Linked DNA regions of Mus musculus: region 2 is linked to region 1. A link is a contact called in public promoter capture Hi-C data. All regions are on one chromosome and are shown on one strand. The core of a region is the stretch at or near the end of the contact, and the rest is flanking DNA. Distances in the headings are between cores, read along the strand shown.

Region 1 (5,901 bases), core at 1,499-3,998:
GTATGTGATCACCAAGGCATTATCTTTCTGGGGAGCATGTGGGTTTTCTACAAAGCTGTTTCCCGAGGGATCATCAATGACCTGACAAATAAGAGAGGAGAGAGTAAGATAAACCATATATAACTTCCATCCAGCGCCAGAACACACTAGAAAAATCCTGCTCCACTTTTTTATCTTTAGGTTGGGCTTCAGCATAGCCTAGCCTGGCCTATACCGTGCTATGAAGTCAAGGATGAGTCCAAACTCTTGATCTTCTTACCTCTTCCACTTGCCAAGCTCCATGGTTACCAGCATCAGTCAGTGCCAAGGGATGCTCGCCTCCTCCTTACACTGAAAGTGGCTGCAGTAGCCCAGTACTTACCAGTGTGAAAGGGGAAGCCATTTGCTTTAGGTCCTTCAGTTTGCCAATGAACTCATCAATTCTCTCTGCGATGGCACCTTCCACTGCCTGTCAGGAACAGGATGAAAACTGCAGACTTGGCAGTACACCCCACACCCCAACCCTCCAACAGCCATATCCCTCCAGTCAGATCCTTAACATCCACTTAGACTGGGAGCACAGGGACCTGAATTTTATAGTGAGACACAAGAAGCTCATCTGAAGTTTATAAACGATGCTGGGGGTTAGGAGGCGGGCTTATTTTCTTATTTATTATTCCACTGCACTGTAACTTCGTCTCAGTGGGGAACTGTTGTAACAGTGGGGAACTGTTGCTTCTGGCTCACAAAGGTATCTGCCATCACATTTACATCTTACATCACACGGGCACATAACACATAATTAAAAAGAAATTCCTTTAAAAATCCAAAATTCTGTTATGCCTCTCTAGCCAGTTAGAGACAGACAGCAGCAATGTGCAATGACATTATTTCTATAATAACAAGTACAGATATAAAAGAATCCTCAGGAAGCTGTAGAGAAGCCGAAGACTCTTCAAGATAATGTGACATTATCTGAAGTGCAGGAGGGCACACCGAGACGTGGGCTGGGGACAGCACAACATGGAGAACTAGCTCCTTTATGTGCTCAATCAAAAAGTTCCCCAACATTTGGTCTGATACAGTTTGACTCATCCCTACTCACCCGTCGTGTGGGCTGATCCTGTTCCAGGCCAGAGATCGCACGGCTGATGAGTCCTTCAACAGTGGTCAGAGCTTGTGGTAAATGAAACATGAGACAAGTGAGTGCTGACGTGCTATCACTTGTCTGTGTGACCCTCAACACTTTCCCTGAACTCTGCAGGCCTCCTTCTCCTCATCTATAAAGCTCTAAACTAAGCACACCGTGGTCTGTCTCACTACTGGACTCTTAAGAGATTTAATTAGACGGGCAGTGGTGGTGCAGGCCTTTGATCCCAGCACTTGGGAGGCAGAGGCAGGCAGATTTCCGAGTTTGAGGCCAGCCTAGTCTACAGAGTGAGTTCCAGGACAGCCAGGGCTACATAGGGAAACCCTAAAAACCAACAAAACAAAACAAAACAAAACAAAAGAGAGAGAGAGATTAACTATAACTTTTTACTCACATTAAAACATGAAAATCCACTATAATTAAATGACCAAACACAAGCCACTAGGCGTGACCTGGACCAGGCTTTGAAAGAAAATAGGAAACATCTCAGCTTGTGAACAGCTCACACACCTCACACACCTGATCTTAAAACTCACCTCCCTTCTGGCTGAAGGCTGGAATCTCAAAATCCAGCTCGGGGATCCTTGTGGTGGCAGAGTCTGTCTTTACCACTTCTCTGTTCATGTCCTGGACAGAAAGCAAACCGTTCTAGCTAAAGAGGTCAGCAATAAAGCTTGGGAAATAACCAGACCATCTCTCCATCAGATGCCAACCCAGATCTTTCTTCTTCCCGCCTTCCATTCAGAAGAGTCCAAACTACTTCAGGATAGTACACATGGTGTCAGCCTGACTACCCAGAAGGTAAGAACACCACCCACAAAGCCCAGCTCTTCCACATAAATCCCATCACTCCCACAAAATTCGCAAAGCACGTTCACCACTCAAAGCAGCAGAACCGAGGCCAGCACCACCGACACCACTGTCAAAGGACGACACTAAGGGCTTGGGACAGGTCTGGTGAAGGGCTGATGGTCCGATTGGGGGCTCTGACCCCCAGTGCGCTCTCTGAAACCGTGGGGGTACCTTCTCTGGTCTGCGCTCACCTCTTGGCTTCTCACGGTCAAGGTGTAGCGCACTCCCTGGTCCTGGATCCTGCCTGCAGACTGGATCTCCGTGTTGTTCCAGCCACAGTGTTCGCAGGAAAAGGAGCTCACGATGATTTCTCTAAAGAAGGGGATCTTGGTGAGCAGAAGTCGCGTCGTGCCCTAGGGAAGCAGAAGCGGCGTTGGGGAGAATGACTTCAGCTTGTTTACACCCTGTACGCCAGAGCTGCCTCTGGGTGCACGGCTGGGTGGTTCCCCGGGCTCAGACTCACGTTCCGGTAACAGTTCATGCACAGTGACTCGATCTCGGTGGGCTGTTGCTCCTCATCCTCGGCGCTGAGGGGCCGGAACAAAGGCCCGGTGGCTGGTGACGCAGCCGCAGCGGGCGAGGGCCCGACGGCGGCCCCCGGGTGTCCCGGCTGCACAGCCCCGCTGGCAGACATCTCCCCACGCGTTGCTCCCGCGGCGGCTTCCGGCTTCCGCGGCCCCTGCGACCTCACTTCCTCCAGCCCCTGTTCCCGCCCCTTCTTAAAGAGGCCGCAGACCCTGCGTTTCCTAGGTCAGTCTCTGACAAAGACTTCCGGTTCCTAGACTGCACTTCCGTAACTAGAGAAGACCCACACTGGGCTGGAGAGATGGCTCATCGGGTAAGAGCACTGACTGCTCTTCCAAAGATCCTGAGTTCAAATCCCAACAATCACATGTTGGCTCACAACCATTCATAATGGGGTCTGACGCCCTCTTCTGGTGTGTCTGAAGACAGCTACTCGTGAGTAGCTCGCTAGTTGTGGCTTCTCTATACGGGTAGCCTGTTTGTCCCCAGGACTCCAGGTCTATGTAAAATGCCCCGGTTGCTTTGGAATCGCCTAGGCTGTGCCCCCACGGGCTGGTGAGATGGCTCAGTGGGTAAGAGCACCCGACTGGTCTTCCAAAGGTCCAAAGTTCCGAGTTCAAATCCCAACAACCACATGGTGGCTCACAACCATCGGTAAGGAGATCTGACTCCCTCTTCTGGAGTGTCTGAAGACAGCTACAGTATAGTTACATATAATAAATAAAATAAATAATTAAAAAAAAAAAACTGTGGCCAGACCTTGCCTGGGTCCCCTCTCCTGTTATCTAGCTTCTCCCCTCCCTGACTCTCTTTCCCCCAGCTCCTCACTTCTGTCCTTTTAAACACCGCCCCTAACTCTAAATACACTGCTCTTCTTTTTACTCATTTTTCTCATTCCCCCCACCGCATTCGCTGTCTTAATCTCTCCTTGTTTCCTAACAAAACACCCTACTTTATCGGGTTTTTTCAAATTTCCTTTCTAGCGCTTCCTCTCTAAGTCTTGGACCACAACCCAGTCACATGGCTGACACTGACTCTATCTACAGGATTGAGGGTAACAAGGGTGTGGTTGCGTGGAGTGCAGCTTCACAGAGGATCTGTAGTGGGGAGGTATCGAGCATCCTGTGCAGAGAAGGCTGAGCTGGGAAGAAAGGGTGCTGAGCTGGGCTTTCCTTCCCCGCCCCTGTCTTGTTTCACTGGTCCCTGGCGATCTTTGATATCTGAGTGAGTGTGTATACGAAAGAGAGTTAAGAGTTCTTAGGTCTCCGAGCATGTTGTTAACCCTAGTACTTAGGAGACAGAGGCAAGTTGATCTCTATTAATGTGAGGCTAACCTGATCTACATAATGTATTCCAGGCCAGCAAATACTCTGTAGTGAGATCTGTCTCAAAGAGAGAGTTTTTATCAATCCCAAGAAGAGAGTCAAGCAGGCATGAGGAATCTGGAACATGGGACCAAGGGTAAGGGGATCCTTCAGGGATTTCAGGGAGAGCATGTTTCCCCATTACACACTCCATCACATGTTCTCTGCATCATGCTCTCCTCCTGCTCCCTTCCAACAAAAGCTCTCATGACAGCCCTGGGGAGACAGGAGTTCCTCTCCGTGGACCAACTGTAACAGCCAGCACCAGGCTGCGAGAATTAATCCACGCTGTCCTGTGATCCGTAGACTGTGGAACAAGACAGCCTCCTCCCCACCCAACCCCATCAAATGTGACAGCCATTGTCTAGCCAGGAGTCCTACGGCAGAACTCGCCCAGAGTGGACCAAGAATGGAAAAGAGACAGAAAGAGCAAGTGAGGGGTACAAGTGGATGGTGGGTGTGTTCTGAGACAGAGGGGAAACAATTGCTCTCAGACATGGTCCAATGAGAGTCACGCCAGACCAACAACGTTCCATCACGAGCATCTATTTCATTCCAACCAAAAGTCAGTTCCACCCTGAGAGTCAGGAGGTAGGGACTGTATGATGAGGAAGGCACACAGTTTGTTCTGTACAGGATTTTTTTAGAAGCCCTCCTTCATCGTGTGGATGGCTCAGTTCCTTATCTGGATTCAGAGTTCTCTAAGGAAATAGGGGCTCTGCCCGGTCCCATCACTGGACCCACCAGCAGGACCACTGGCAGGGACGTACACACTCCATCACATGTTCTCTGCATCATGCTCTCCTCCTGCTCCCTTCCAACAAAAGCTCTCATGACAACCCTGGGGAGACAGGAGTTCCTCTCCATGGACCAACTGTAACAGCCAGCACCAGGCTGCGAGAATTAACAGGAGCCCAACTCCAGGTTGTAGTGGCATGGGTTTCCAGCACGGTCAAGCACTGGCTTGCGGTCAGTCACCCCACACACCATCTCCCACTCCTGTCACCTCACTCTTGCTACTTAGGATTGCCAAATGAGTACCAGAAGCTGGGTTTGCAAAGCCTACTGAGTGTAATGCCCCTGAGTAGGGGAGTTGAGGAGGCTGGGTAGGTTGGGACAGCAGCACCTTTGGTGGTGTGCAGGACCCTCCACCCTCTGCCTAATAGACCATGCTAGCGGCTCAGGGTCCAGACAATGAGCTGGAGGGTTAACCGGAGTGACCCTCAGGGTCACTCAAATGACTATGACCCTGGTCTTGAAGGCCATAGGCAATATCTTCCCACAGGTCGTCCAGTCGGCTCTGCAGTCTGCTCAGGGCCTTATTACTGTCTGAGTGTCCCAGCTCAGGAGCGAAGGCGCTGTGGCTAGGCGGGGGTGGGGCTAGCTGGTGCTGAATTTCCTCTGTCTCCTGGTCAATGGCCTGAGTAAATGCAGCAATCTGCAGGTAGGTGTCATGCCGAAAAGCCTGCAGTCTCTGGCGGACCTCCTCGGAGAGAGCCTGAGGGTCCAGGGAATCTCCATCTTCCGCCCCATCTGTGCTGACGCGGATGAAGGCACTGAGCTCATCGCGCAGCTGGTCCAGGTTGCGTTGGATGCTGGTGTGCAGGTCCTTCGCCTTACGTGTGAGTTTGTGGGACAGAGTCTGCACGCAGCGACTGAGTCGCGCGGGGCTGGCAGCTGCGTGAGGAGCGACACTGCGGTGCAGCTCCTGCACGTGGTGCCCAATTCCAGTCACCAAGCGTTCTGCGTAAGGGTGGAAGAGCTCTTTGACTCGGTCGGTATGGTGCAGCACTCGACTCTGCATGTCCTGCAGCAGGTTCAGCGCCTCGTCCACGCCCCCCAGGAGCTGAGCCTTGGTGTCTTCTCCCACCACGCGCAGCTGCTCCTGCAGCTCCTGCACACTCAGGCCCACCTGCTCCATCAGCTCCGCCGTGTAGGGTTTCAACTGCTGCCTCAGGCCCTCCAAGTTCCAGCCTACCTGCTGGTGCTTCGCAGCCATGTAGGGCTCCAGGCGCGAGCTCACTTCCCCCA
Region 2 (5,901 bases), core at 1,220-3,719, 340 kb after region 1:
TCCCACCAGCCACTAGAATGATGCCAGCACTAGGGTTGGTGGGAAGTGGCAACTCACTGTCCCCTTCCACACCCTCAGTCCTGCCAAGCCCCAGATGGGGGCCTCTCAGTGCCATTGACACTGCCCAAGAATGTCTAGAGGCCACGGAACGGTGCCAAGCACACAGTCCCTTTTGCCTCTTTCACGGGAGCAGGAGTCCCAGTGCCTGTCGTGGAAAGGGAGGAACATGCCAGGTCCCTGTGTGTCCTTGGCCCTGTCTCACCAAAGGACTCAGGGCTGGTTTCTGAGTTTCCGTCCAGTATTTAGCCAAGTTCTGTGTTAGTCACGTAGGCCTAAGAGCCTTGGCGTTTACAGAGTCACCCAGCTCTGGCCCCTGGCCATTCTGGTCCTTGGCGTTTACAGAGTCACCCAGCTCCAGGCCCCTGGCCACTTTGGTACTTGGTTGCCCTTCACTCCACCAGGTCCATTCCAGATGCCAAGAGTGGGCCCCAGGAATGTGTTTCCTTCTCTCCACCATGTTTTTATAGCTCTTGGGCTGGGAGAAGAGGCGGGTCTGGGTCTTTGTTTCTGAGCTTTGTTCTATGTTCCTCCATGCTACGGTTGCAATTGTTTTCTATGAACGAGTACATTCAATAAAGACAACCAGACCTGGGATTTGGGGTCTTACTGATGTGTTGGGAGGTGCAGGAGCCTCCGTGTCCCATTTATTTTGGCCTTCCCGTCTCGTTTCTGTGCGTGGCTACATTGGGAATGACCTTCCTTGATCCCACCAAGCCACCCATTGATTCTGTAAACATGTGACCCTTGCTCCAAGCATTGCTTACAGGAGCAGGATACTGAAAGTGTGTCTGTGCCCTCTCCTGATAACCCCTCCCTTCAGCAGGCACACAGCACCTGACTACCCACCACGTATGTAAACGTCAGTATCCTTTCCAGCCAGCTCTGCAGATGGGTGTCCAGGCTGTGCCATGATGCACCTCAAGTGGGCAGAGCCCTTGCAGGCCAAGGTTTTAAAGGCTGTTCAGGAATGGATGGCAAGCAGGATCTAAGAGGAGGGGGGGTTGTTGTTGTTTGGGGGGGGGGTGGTTTTGGTTTGTTTTTTTTGAGACAGGGTTTCTCTGTGTGGCCCTGGCCCTCCTGGAACCCACTCTGTAGACCAGGCTGGCCTTGAACTCAGAAATCTGCCTGCCTCTGCCTCCCGAGTGCTGGGATTAAAGGCGTGTGCCCATCGAGGAGGGAGATTTTATTTAGATTATAAAAAGGACGGGATTTGGGGAATCCTGTCTAGTGAATTCAGGACGTAATCAGTGGCTGGAAAGCAAGAGCTCTAGAGGAGCTCCAGCTTATTATGACCCTTCCTTCAGATGCCACAAGGAGGTGCTGGAGTTCTATGCACCAATAGCTTAAACCAGCCAGGCTGGCTGTAGTGGATTGAGCGTCTGAGGCTGCACCTCTCTGGCCTGCAGCCAGTTCTGGGTGAGACTGACCCTGCCTGAGGGTTCTCTCCTTCCCTCTCTCTACTCCTTTCTCCCTCTCCCTCTCCCTCTCTCTGTTTCCTGAGGTTTCCAGAATTGGGGATGGGACTCAGAGACACCACTAAAGCCTTACCTTTTAAGAAGTTGCATTCAGTGAGTGTGTGAGACATAGCACAGATAGGGGCAGAGGAGAGCTGGTTCTGTCTCCACTGTGTTTGGTCTTGGGTACTGAACTCAGACCATCAGGTGTGATAGCAGTTGTCTTTAACCCTAACCCTGAGCCTGTCTCACCTGTCCCTTCCCAAGACCACTGAAGCTAGGTGCAAGATAAGTGGGGACCCTTTCTGAGGTGGTAGGATCTTTCACGATAAGGACTATTTTGAAGGGAGGGAGGGTGACACTGTCCTAGTCCTCTTACCCTAGTGTCTCCAGCCTTGCCAGGCCTTAAACATCCGCCCATTGTCACCGCTCTAGAAGGGGCCAGGGTTGACTTGCTGCTAAACAAGGCACTCCCTAGAGAAGCACCCGCTAGAAGCATACCATACCTGTGGGCAGGATGACCCATGTTCTGCCATGCACTTGGTAGCCTTGGAAAGGCCACTTTGAACCTCAATTTTCTCAACTGTTAAATGGAGTGGTAACTGCTATCTCATAATAAAGGGGAACGTGAAAGGAAGGCGTTTGCATAGTGCCTGGTTGTGCAGCCAGGCTGCAGTCAAGACTAGTTCCCACCAACTCGATTTTAAAGCCTTGCAAGAAGGTGGCTTGTTTGTCCCTTGCAGGTTCCTTTGTCGGGCCAAACTCTAGAATGCCTCCCCCTTTCTTTCTCATTGAAGAGCAGACCCAAGTCCGGGTAACAAGGAAGGGTTTCAGGGTCCTGCCCATAAAAGGTTTTTCCCGGCCGCCCTCAGCACCGCCCCGCCCCGACCCCCGCAGCATCTCCAAAGCATGCAGAGAATGTCTCCGGCTGCCCCCGACAGACTGCTCCAACTTGGTGTCTTTCCCCAAATATGGAGCCTGTGTGGAGTGAGTGGGGCGGCCCGGGGTGGTGAGCCAAGCAGACTTCCATGGGCAGGGAGGGGCGCCAGCGGGCGGCAGAGGGGTGACATCACTGCCTAGGCGGCCTTTAAACCCCTCACCCAGCCGGCGCCCCGGCCCGTCTGCCCCAGCCCAGACACCGAAGCTACTCTCCTTCCAGTCCACAAACGACCAAGCCTTGTAAGTGCAAGTCATGGGAGCAGAAGGGCTGTGGGCTCAATTAGATCCCCTAGTCTCTTCTAGTTTGCTGGGTGGAATTGGGTCCCTAGAGACCATTCTCTGTGTTAGACAAAAAGTCTGGGTTAAAATGCCTAGGATGATTTGACTGGGGCAAAAGAATAAATGGGGTGAGAGGGAGGCTCAAATTTCAGTCACTGTCCCACCCATAGGTGTATGGGCTATGTGTTAGGCCCAAAGAGGTGACAAATGAGGCCAAGGGAACAACTCCATCTTTGGATCTCCAAGAAGGTGAGGGGCTAAGTTCTGGAAAGCAGTGACCCACTGATGGTCCCCAGGGCTAATGCAACTCGGGGGAGCCAGGAGGTAGCCCCCTCAGGCAGTGGAGGACTAAAGATCTTATTTTTTGTAGCGCTAGGGATCAAACCCCAGGGCGCTATGTGTGGCAGGCATGTGCTCCATCTACCACAGAAGTTTAATGCTTCAGACTAGCCTGGGATAGGGCCTGCTTTTTCTTTCCTTTTCTCTCTCTCTCTCTCTCTCTCTCTCTCTCTCTCTCTCTCTCTCTCTCTCTTTCTTTCCTTTTCTCTCTTTCACTCTCTCTTTCTAATTTTCTTTTTCTTTTTTTCTTTCTTTTCTTTAGACAGGGTTTCTCTGTGTAGCCCTGGCTGTTCTGGAACTCACTCTTTAGACCAGGCTGGCCTCGAACTCAGAAATCTACCTGCCTCTGCCTCCCAAGTGCTGGGATTAAAGGCGTGTGCCACCACTGCCCAGCTAAGGTTTGCTTTTTCATGGCAGCTTGGTCCAGTTTGAAAGTAGGAGGTCAGTCCACTGTAGGCAGATAGGTGACAGGTGGCAGATAGGTGACAGATAGGTGACAGGTGGAGGAGCTTTGGAACTGGGACTGGACAGCCCTGGGACCCCTGTTCCTCCCAAAGGGTCTTGGTGGTTCCCCTTGGGGCTCTCTAAAGGATGTCAGTGGGCTGTTGCCACATCTATATAAGAGGACTAGTCTTCTGGAATTTAGGTGTGATCTCTCAGGGATGCAGAAATGCTCACCCTTACTGTCATTTTATGGGCTGAGGTACCACAGGCAGATATACCCTGGTTCTGCTTGTTGTCCAGGGTCTCTGCTACATGGAGGCCCCTTTCCACAGCCTAACCTCTCTACCTGCTGACAGGAGGGCTGGATGGCCACAGGCATCCAAGCTGCGCATCATGCAGGTGTTTTGCGTTGGAGCTTTTGTCTAGAAATACCCTGGTGGGCTGCCAAACCACCACCCATATCCCTCTCTCCTCTCTGCTGCCTCTAAGATGACAGCTTGATTTTTCTTATAGTGATTTTTTTTTTTGGTTTTGTTTTTTTGTTTGTTTTAAGTTAGCATACAAAGTAATACATTTCATCATGGCATTTGGACATACATATATATTTTATTTGCTCTCCTGGCCTCTTCTCAAAGAGACTTCTCTGGACTTTCTTGTATTTTTGGTTGTGAGCCTAGCCTTTAACGGCTGAGCCATCTCTCCAGCCCTTCTTTGGACTTTCTACTTCATACTTCCCACCAGTCTGGGAAGAAGGGCACATGGAATCTTGAGAGCATGACCTGACCCAGACCTGACAGATGTCAAGGCTGCAGTGTATGCTCTTGTTGCTACGGCTTGTTCTTAGTCCTGCAGTTCAGAACTTTCTGGAGACTGAGAAGTGCATGTGAGGACACTCTCCTCCCATCTTTTCCTCTAGTGGCTAGTGATGTTTGGTTTTTTGTTTTGAGACAGGGTTTCTCTGTATAGCCCTAGCTATCCTGGAACTCACTTTGTAGATCAGGCTGGCCTCCAACTCAGAAATCTGCCTGCCTCTGCCTCCCGAGTGCTGGGACTAAAGGCGTGCGCCACCACTGTCCAGTCAGGAGTAGAAGGAAACTGTAAGGTGCTTGAGACAGGCTGAGTAGAGGCTAGGAGGAAGGGGCTCCGCAGTCACCGGCTCCATGACTCTGTGACTTTTGTGGTTCCTTGTCGCAGCGGTTCCTGGTGGTGGTGGTGGTCGGGGGTTGGGGGGAGGGGGCAGGCCACACAGTGGGGTGTGGGAGGGAATAGCTGTTGACAACTTCCCAACAGAAACCAGGCTTTTGAGTCCTCCAGGGTAGCTTGAGAGGGTACTCAGAAAGCCGTGTCCATGTCCCCTTTCCTTCACCTCAGGGAAGTAAGTTGCCTATAGGGTTGTCATTTCAATGAGGTCTTCTGGTTATTCTGTTTTTCTCTCAATGTTGGTGTTGGGCTCAGGGAATGCTTTGGAGAAGGTGGTGGGAACTGGAGAAGGGAAGATCAGTTTACTGTGTAAACTCACTGGTTAAAGTACCCCCTCCCTTCCACCCTGCAATACACACACACACACACACACACACACACACACACACACACACCCCATCTCGAAGAGCTCTATTAAGCTCCAGGTGCACTGTAGTTCACAGACTGCATCTTCCAGGTTTGCTCCCACTTCACAAGCAGAGAACTCATAACTGAAGGGGGTGACAGCACAGGGGAAGGGAAAGCAAGATGTTTAGAGTCTGACAGCTGGCCCGGGACCAGAGCCATGTGGTAATGTTTGCTCCACTCCCTACCACCTCCACGGCTGTGATGTGGAGAAGGTCCCCGCTTTCATGGGAAGGAGGTGGGGGAGCCTGTCATCTGCTCCATGCTCACACAATTTTTCTCTCAACCAATGACCTCTCAGAAGCAGGGGTTGGTTTGCAAAATTCTTCAGATACCTCAACAGATGGCATCCCACTCAGGCTATCCCTGCTGACTAGGTCTGGCTCCAGCCCTGACTGTATCTACCCAGGGACCTACCTGCCTGCTTTGCTCCTATAGCCTTCCTCCGTGTCTGGGTCCCCAGAGAGCTGCCGGACATAGGCCTTTGAGGCAACAGCTGGCATACAGGCCAGGCTTCCCATGCTCTGGCTAGCAGATTCTCTGCCCTGGAGGACTTTGACTGCATGGTTTCTCTCACTGCTGCAACAGTCAGAGCTGGCCCACACGGGCACAACAGCGCACTTCCATCTGGGTCTCCCTGAGAATGCCGCTGTTTTCTGAGAACCCTTGGACTCTGGTGGCTTTATCAGGTCTTTTTGTCAGCTGCGCTTTGGGGGATGAACTTTGCTCTTCTGGCTTCTGGGTCAGAGGGTAAAGATTTGGTGGCAACCGGTAGCTAGAG

What was found. Capture Hi-C pulls out chosen DNA fragments and counts their contacts.
Region 2: a contact with region 1 is called in a promoter capture Hi-C map of pancreatic islet. The contact joins the promoter of Tagln here to the promoter of Zpr1 in region 1. A contact is called at or near these places in 9 of 39 promoter capture datasets (the HPC-7 cell line, HPC-7-derived erythroid cells, embryonic stem cells and 5 more), 3 of 484 Hi-C or Micro-C datasets (CD4 T cells, CD8 T cells and bone marrow-derived macrophages), 20 of 115 datasets of contacts at active chromatin or transcription factors (CD4 single positive thymocytes, acute myeloid leukemia, bone marrow-derived macrophages and 10 more) and 4 of 9 other capture datasets (adipose tissue, embryonic stem cells, liver and 1 more).

What each region holds. Positions count from the first base shown.
Region 1 is chr9:46,269,911-46,275,811 of GRCm38.p6, reverse strand. It overlaps Zpr1 (ZPR1 zinc finger), which reads right to left and starts at 2,748. Exons shown (of 14, transcript NM_011752.2): 1 at 2,445-2,748; 2 at 2,173-2,334; 3 at 1,666-1,756; 4 at 1,085-1,155; 5 at 362-448; 6 at 1-81. The coding sequence starts at 2,615. Apoa5 (apolipoprotein A-V) reads right to left here. Exons shown (of 4, transcript NM_080434.4): 4 at 3,891-5,901. The coding sequence ends at 5,078.
Region 2 is chr9:45,932,626-45,938,526 of GRCm38.p6, reverse strand. Tagln (transgelin) reads left to right here and starts at 2,469. Exons shown (of 5, transcript NM_011526.5): 1 at 2,469-2,693. It overlaps Sidt2 (SID1 transmembrane family, member 2), which reads left to right. Exons shown (of 26, transcript NM_172257.4): 26 at 1-670.